Regions from separate parts of the Xenopus laevis genome. Here region 2 is linked to region 1. A link is a contact called in public Hi-C data. All regions are on one chromosome and are shown on one strand. Each heading gives the region's core, a stretch centred on a gene start, on an enhancer-like site or on the middle of the called end of the contact. The rest is flanking DNA. Distances are from core to core; before and after follow the strand shown.

Region 1 (4,059 bases), core at 936-3,435:
GCTTCACATAAGAACAACGCACAACAGATGAGGAGGCGGTGGGTGTCCTTGCAGTGAGCCCAGCAGGCATCCCCATCGCACCACTAGACCACCAGGTATTGTCACACTAGGTGGTCAAAGTGCCAGAGCAGGGCTGTTGTTAGAAAGCATGTAGGTTTGTGATTAGCTGGCTAGTGTGTGTTACATAGTTACATAGTTAAATCGGATTGAAAAAAGACAGTCCATCAAGTTCAACCCCTCCAATTGAAAACCCAGCATCCATACACACGCCCCTCCCTACTTTCACACAAATTATATATACCCATATCTATACTAACTATAGAATTTAGTATCACAATAGCCTTTGATATTATGTCTGTCCAAGAAATCGTCCAAGCCACTCTTAAAGGCATTAACTGAATCAGCCATCACAACATCACCCGGCAGTGCATTCCACAACATCACCCGGCAGTGCATTCCACAACCTCACTGTCCTCACTGTGAAGAACCACCTACGTTGCTTCGAATGAAAGTTCTTTTCTTCTAGTCTAAAGGGGTGGCCTCTGGTACGGTGATCCACTTTATGGGTAAAAAGGTTCCCAGCTATTTGTCTATAATGTCCTCTAATGTACTTGTAAAGTGTAATCATATCCCATCGCAAGCGGCTTTTTTCCAGAGAAAACAACCCCAATCTTGACAGTCTACCCTCATAATTTAAGTCTTCCATCCCTCTAACCAATTTAGTTGCACGTCTCTGCACTCTCTCCAGCTCATTTATATCCCTCTTAAGGACTGGAGTCCAAAACTGCACTGCATACTCCAGATGAGGCCTCACCAGGGACCTATAAAGAGGCATAATTATGTTTTCATCCCTTGAGTTAATGCCCTTTTTTATGCAAGACAGAACTTTATTTGCTTTAGTAGCCACAGAATGACACTGCCCAGAATTAGACAACGTGTTATCTACAAAGACCCCTAGATCCTTCTCATTTAAGGAAACTCCCAACACACTGCCATTTAGTGTATAACTTGCATTTATATTATTTTTGCCAAAGTGCATAACCTTGCATTTATCAACATTAAACCTCATTTTCCAGTTTGCTGCCCAGTTTTCCAACTTAGACAAATCACTCTGCAAAGTGGCAGCATCCTGCATGGAACCTATAGTTCTGCACAATTTAGTATCATCTGCAAAAATAGAAACAGTACTTTCAATGCCCACCTCCAGGTCATTAATAAACAAGTTGAAAAGCAAGGGACCTAGTACAGAGCCCTGCGGTTCTTCACTAACAACACTGGTCCAATTAGAAAATGTTCCATTTACCACACTCTTTGTAGTCTATCTTTTAGCCAGTTCTCTATGTGTTTTATTGTCAATAGGCATTGATTAAAATATCAGTCAGGACTACATGGAACACTGCGACATTGTAAAAAAAATACCGTAGAGTGATAGTATCAATCAACTATTGGAATGTTAACCCTGGACGGTATTGATGGGCGAATCTGTGTATTTTCTCTTCGCTGAAAAATTCACGAATTTACAGCAAAATTCGCAAAACTGTGAAAAATGTGCAAAACGCACGCGATCGACAATTTATATATGCAAAACTATTTGGTCCAAATGCATTAAAGTCAATGGGCGTCTGAATAATTTTGACTTGCGCCAATTTTTATGTGTGTGCCAATTTGCAGAGCATCAATTTTTTTTGACGTAGCAGATTTTTTACTGGCATATTGTCGCTGCAGTTTTGTGGAAATTCATTGCAAATTTGTGTCTGTCTAATTTATTCTCCCATCACTACAGGACACATCTCCAGTGCAATCTGTTGGTTCTCTACCATATGCTTTAACTATGTCTTGCTACTCTTCACTGCGTTATTGTTGACTCTCACTCCTCAATTGTCATAGCAATGCCTGTTTATGTTTAATGTTTGTGTGTGTTGATAAAATGCAAGTTTTTTTCGCAAATAAAAAACATTAAAAAACAAAACTGTAGGATAAAAAAATGATTATGCCCTTCGTTTTTTGTCTAAAATTCAGAATAGATTAAATATATTTTAATTGTACGACATTCCTCACAGTCATCACTTGTTTACTATAGCTGGCGGCTCAATAGGATTCGTACTGTCCAAGTAATGACAATTTATACATGGTCACACTGCCACACTGTGGATTGGAACCGTTATTGAAATGTAACAATACTAATATGCTATATACCATAAATATTTGCTGTGTTAAACTTCACAAAAGAATTCGGGAAGCATTGGAGTTAATTGAACGGCAACATTTAATTTCCGTTAACGTGTTTTTAACACTGCAATCAGGGCCGGAACTAGGGGTAGGCAGAGTAGGCACGTGCCTAGGGCGCAAAGCTGGGAGGGCGCCAGGCACGTACCTGTCTCCTACCCCTAGTCCGGGGCATGCGCGCGAGCAGGAATTTGCGCATGTGCACTCGAGCGCATATTCACGCATGCGCACAGGTGCCGGGCCTGCCGGGCCTGCCTAGGGCGCCTGCCCAGCGTGGCCCGGCACTGACTGCAATAGCATAAGCAAGTTACCCCAGTTTAGAGAATAAGAACTTACTGATGGGACTGTTATTGTATGAATGCAGGTGTCTTAAGGGTGCTTGTTAATAACTTGCTCTGTGTGTGTGGGCAACAGTGGACAAGCATTTTGTAGTAGAGATAACCATTTCTTGGTGGTTTCACCTTCACCCTGCACAGAGGCAACTCCAGCCTCAGAGAAGTGCCATTGATTATAACATTAAAGGGGTGGTTCACCTACCAGTTAACTTTTAGTATGTTATAGAATGTCCAATTCTAAGCAACTTTTCAATCGGTCTTCCTTATTTATTTTTTATAGTTTGTGAATTATTTGTTTTACTCTTTCCAGCTTTCAAATGAGGGTCACTGACCCCATCTAAAAAACAAATGCACTGTAAGGCTACATGTTTATTGTTATTGCTGCTTTGTATTACTCATCTTTATATTCAGGCCTCTCCTATTCATATTCCAGTCTCTTATTCAAATCAGTGCATGGCTGCTAGAGTAAATAGGGCCATAGCAACCAGAGTACTGACATTGCAAACTGGAGAGCTGCTGAATTAAAAGCTAAATAACTCAAAAACCACATATAATAAAAAATGAAAACCAATTACAAATTGGCTCAGAATATCACTCTCTACATCATACTAACAGTTAATTTATAGGTGAACAACCCCTTTATTATATTAAAAGTTAACTTAAAGGTGAACCACTCTGATTATGACCAGGGTGGGACTTCATACCTGCCAATATATTGTGACACATTCAGTGTTTTCAAACAAATAAACAAAATATTGATTAAATATTTAGTGAAAGTTTTTCTTTTTATATTAAGAAATTGCTGATAGAAAATGCAATGAAAGATAGCTTGCAATCAAACGCCAAAGTTAGTTAGTAATGTTATTACAAAATAATTACAGTGCCATTAAAAAAATGTTAATACGGCAAATGGTTATGACTTCAGAGTAAAAATATAACTGTTATAGAAGTGTCACATATAATGAATGATTATCCATGTTTTGTTTTTTTTTCAAGTGGTTATTATCCACAGAAATATAATTAGTTGCTTTAACTGTGGCAGAAGATCCATAAGATACTAATCACTTGTTCTTGGGTTAGTATCTGAGCAAGGCTTGTTAGCACTGAAAGAGAAGATAAGCAGAGTCCACGCCTATGTGTATTAGAGGAGAAGGAAAGTATTTTTGCACTTGGGGGTGCCAGATGTTAGGCACCCCCAAGTGATTGTATTGACTTACCTGAAACCCCAGGCCGGTGCTCCTATCAGCAGAAAACTGCACCAGCCGGGGTTATACCAGTGAGCACCACGGATCGATGCTCTACCGGCTTCTTCTTTTTTCAAATTTCCCCAGGCAGACGCATGCGCAGTTGAACAAAATAGCTGACTTTTTAGTTAAAGTTCGGCTTTTCGCTCTACTGCGCATGCACCGCCGCACGAAGAAAGAGGAAGACGGCAGAGGATCGCTCCGCAGTGCTAGTGTAGTTTTCTGCTGATAGGAGCACTGGCCCAGGGGGTTCA
Region 2 (4,055 bases), core at 248-2,747, 230 kb before region 1:
CTCAATGCCAACTCAGATGCGCAGGCTTCTTCCCTTTTTTGGGCGTTGCGGTAAAAACAATAGTATGCGCAGCGGGGGGTGGAGTGGGGAACTGGGACAGCAGCCCCGGTGGGCCCGGGCTCCCCAGTCCGACCCTGATCCCTAGTACTGCTATAATTCAAAAGTCACTTAAAAAGTTCCAGTTCCACAGATGAGGTATCTGAAGTGCTGTTAGATTTTTAATCATATTGAATTCAAAATATATATTTTATACACCTCAATGCCAACTCATCTAAGGTTATCTTGAGCAATTTCACTTATTATGGAGGCATAAATAACTACATGGGATTTCCTGGAATTCATTATAGGAACTCTACCCACGTTGTACATAATTAGCGACTTTTTGCAAGTCACAGAGCTATTGTGCATGTTAATTCAGTTAATATTGCACTAACAGCCAAATAAAACAGTACTAAGAGTAATAAACCAACCTATACATTCCATTATCATTGCTGATTAGAGTTAAAATATGCTGAATATACTTAGAGAATAATACAATGAGATGGCAATGGGCGATTTCTCAGTTACAAACATGCTTTGCAGTAACTGTAGGCCAAATGCTTTCCTACAACACACATAATTAGTACAGAAACATTTGCAATCCGTTATTTGCTCACTTATATTTTGGCATGGATGTTTTTATATGTGGGTGGTAAAGTCTGTGGACATTCAGTAAATTATTTAAAAGCCAAATCTACAAATATTTGAATCCTATAGCAGACAAACATTTAACTTCATCATCAGCTTATCCCTTTTTTTCTGATTTTTTTTTACTTGCATTTTTCAGATTTTAAAGCCCACTGCAAGGACCTTTTGTATCCCAATACAAAAGGTCTCTCTCCCATTCCAGATTCCTGGCTTTTGTCAGGTACAGCTACAATGACAATTGGAGCCTCTAGTGTACCAAAATTATACATATACCATCAAAGAATTTTGGTGACTGCATTGATCTTCAAGGTTTGCATGCAAAGACATGTCAATTTATCAAAGTGCAGGACAGGGAGAAAAGTGAAGAAAACACAGTGGATTCAGCTTTGCTCTTTGCACCATGCGTTGCATGTAAATACCCCATAATGTTGTTAGATTGAAAAAATACTTCCAATTTAATAAATTGGAGGCATAGGAGGGTCATAATATTCTCATGTCATCCTTTTCTCTAGGTATAGATGGATTTTTAATTACCGATTATATAATCAGAATTCCCAGTTACATTAAGCAGATCCACAATTAGAGAACACTATAAATATATATATTGAATGCTGTATTTCACTATTTTCTGCAATTTCCCAAATCTCTAGAAAAGTACATGAAATACACATGTTGATGTAATATCCAGGCAGCTAGAGTTTTTAGTCCAGAGTCAGTTGCAAAACAGATACACACAAATTAACCTTTGTCTCTACAAACAAGAGCCCAATGAAGGGTACTATATGAAAGGTCAGACAATAATGGTTATGTAGGTCACAATTTGCACATATTTCTCTACTGCTTACCTCGTGTCCTCTGTCCTGTACAGGACATGATTCACTGTCTGCTTCTGAAAAAGATCCAGACTCATCACTTGAATTAGTTCCATATGACCGCTCACATTTTATCTGGGGCCTACTGTTATAGAGAGAGTCTGCCATTGAACAAACTTCTTGATGGTCATTGGTTGGAAATCGTGGACCCTGGGAACAGGGAGATGATGAAAATTCACAGAGAGGAAGGCTGCAAGGTGAACCACCACTGCCATCTTCTGCATATGAGTACGATGAGCAAGAGCTAGATGTCCTAGTTCTGGTTTCCAATGGCGGGGAACGGGGGCAAACTTTAATTGGCACAGGGCAACTGGGGTTAGGCCGCAGTCTTCCCGGCAAGGGGTCTGCTACCAGTCCACTGTGGGAAAAGGCATGGGAGCTAGGGAGAGATTGGCTACCTCCTGCCCACAAACCCTTTGGCACATGCTCAGAAAACTCTTTGTCTAAGCAGCTCACACCAGAGTATGATTGCACCGGAGTGCTTATTTGGTCACAAGCACTTGAAGAGAATATGACACTCCTCCTGTCTAGTTCCACCTCATGTTTAGAGGCCAGCTCTGAACCAGACCCCCTGAGAGGGGATGCTATTAAGCAGTTAAATGAATCCTTATGAGGTTCAAAATTCCCAATAAAAGAGTTGTATTCAGTTTTATGGTCACCCTGAGTTGCTCTCTTTTCTACAGGGCATGCAGGACTTCTGGCGAAATGCTGTTGGGAAGTAGCAGGAAAATCCATTAACTCTGCCCCGTTTGTTCTGCTAAAAAAAGTTCTTAAACAGGATGGTGATGATACACTCTTGGGGTTATCAATACAAACAGGGCTGGGCTGTTTCCTGACCATCTCAACATCCCCATCTTTGTCTCCGATATCGGTTTCATCTCCGGACAAGCATAGAGTTATACTCTCTTCTTCATTGTCATCATCATGGGGCTCACTCTTGATCTGGTTTAAGGGGAATCCTGGTTTTAGACCAGTTTCAGAATTCTGTTCACTAAATGTGCTTGTTAAACCTGAGGTACTGTGGGATGCATTGCCAACATTTTTAGTACAAGCAAGCTGGTATTTCTTGTATTTTGGATAGCGGATTATTGAATCCTTGTCTAAACTCTCTTTGTCCTTTTGCATATCACAATTAGGCGATATAATATCATTTCTGTCTATCACCCTTCCTCCTGCGCTGAAATTGAAAGACTCCTGATGCATTCTTTCCTTGGGGCAGGATATTTTTGAGGTTTCAGATTCCATTGTTTCTTCTTCACAATCAAACGTATCAATATGCATAGGCTGGCGTGAGGTGTCTTTCTTGCACAGAAACAATCCATCCTCATTGTTTAGTAGCTGCGTCTGAAGAAATCGGAAGCAGGAGTCTTCCAGGTTGTGCATACGTAAAAATTCAGCACAGTGGATGACTTCTTGGATGTTTTCTTTGCTCAGTAACAGCTTAGCAGTGTAGGCAAACTGCAACAATGGACCAAATCCTCTAGCTGTGACCTGTAAAATGAAAACAGGGAAATTAGCAACGTTACAATCAGCACTGCAATTGTCCTTAATCCTTCAAGTGTAGTTAGGTTATCTGACAGCTACAATATCCATATATAAACACAATAATATATCAGTTAATCTTCTATTGGGCCAGTGATGATTCTACTGTTAATATTTAATGCTGCTTGTGTCCACACATCATGCCTAAGAGAGGACATAAAGAGTATAACTCTGTGTGACCTTAAAAAGAACTTAATTTGTTGAATTAGAGCAGGGGTCCCCAACCTTTTTTACCTGTGAGCCACATTCAAATGTAAAAAGAGTTGGGGAGCAACACAAGCATAAAAAAGTCCCTTGGGGTGCAAAATAAGGGCTGTGATTGCCTATTTGGTAGCCCCTATGTGGACTGGTAGCCTACAGGAGTCTCTACTTGGCACTATACTCAGTTTTTATGCAACCAAAACTTGCTTTCAAGCTTGGAATTCAAAAATAAGCACCTGCTTTAAGGACCCTGAGAGCAACATCCAAGGGGTTGGAGAGCAACATGTTGCTCGCGAGCTACTGGTTGGGGACCACTGAATTAGAGGATGCGTGTTGAATTAACAATAAACGTCTACCACAGATTCCAGAGCTATAAACTAAGATCATATGAATTTAGAAAATTCTGCGTTTTCTAGTTTTGCATGAAGAAGACACAGAAAAAAACTGCATTATATTTAGCCATATAACATTTTCAACTGAGCACAAATACAGGAGGTTACAATGATTTTAGTGTAAATCTTCTTGCTAGTATAGAATTCACATCCTATAAACTTTATAGTTCTCAATACATTCATGATAATGTGCAGCATTTTACATGATGTATGCATGCTATACTCACAGTACACTTAAGGGCTAAATTGTTATCCCTAGAGAGGGATGTTTTTCTGTATTTTGGGGCCCATTTATTAAACATTGATTTTTTCTGATCTAGGTGTTTAGGGAGAAAACTCAAATTTGTCATGGGAAAAAAAC

The links. A called contact is a pair of places that touch in the nucleus more often than the background predicts.
Region 2: a Hi-C map of the XTC cell line shows a contact between it and region 1, with 4 times the contacts expected there. The contact joins two enhancer-like sites. A contact is called at or near these places in 2 of 4 Hi-C or Micro-C datasets (the XL177 cell line and the XTC cell line).

Annotation. Positions count from the first base shown.
Region 1 is chr5L:88,629,812-88,633,870 of Xenopus_laevis_v10.1, reverse strand. No RefSeq gene overlaps it. Among protein-coding and RNA genes, the nearest start is that of bach2.L, 52 kb to the left of the region's middle. Within about 2 kb of position 2,185, at least 1 of the 7 cell types and tissues checked has an H3K27ac peak or open chromatin away from gene starts, as enhancers often do.
Region 2 is chr5L:88,859,688-88,863,742 of Xenopus_laevis_v10.1, reverse strand. bach2.L (transcription regulator protein BACH2) reads right to left here. Exons shown (of 8, transcript XM_041563018.1): 6 at 1,533-3,050. Among protein-coding and RNA genes, the nearest start is that of gja10.L, 40 kb to the left of the region's middle. Within about 2 kb of position 1,497, at least 1 of the 7 cell types and tissues checked has an H3K27ac peak or open chromatin away from gene starts, as enhancers often do.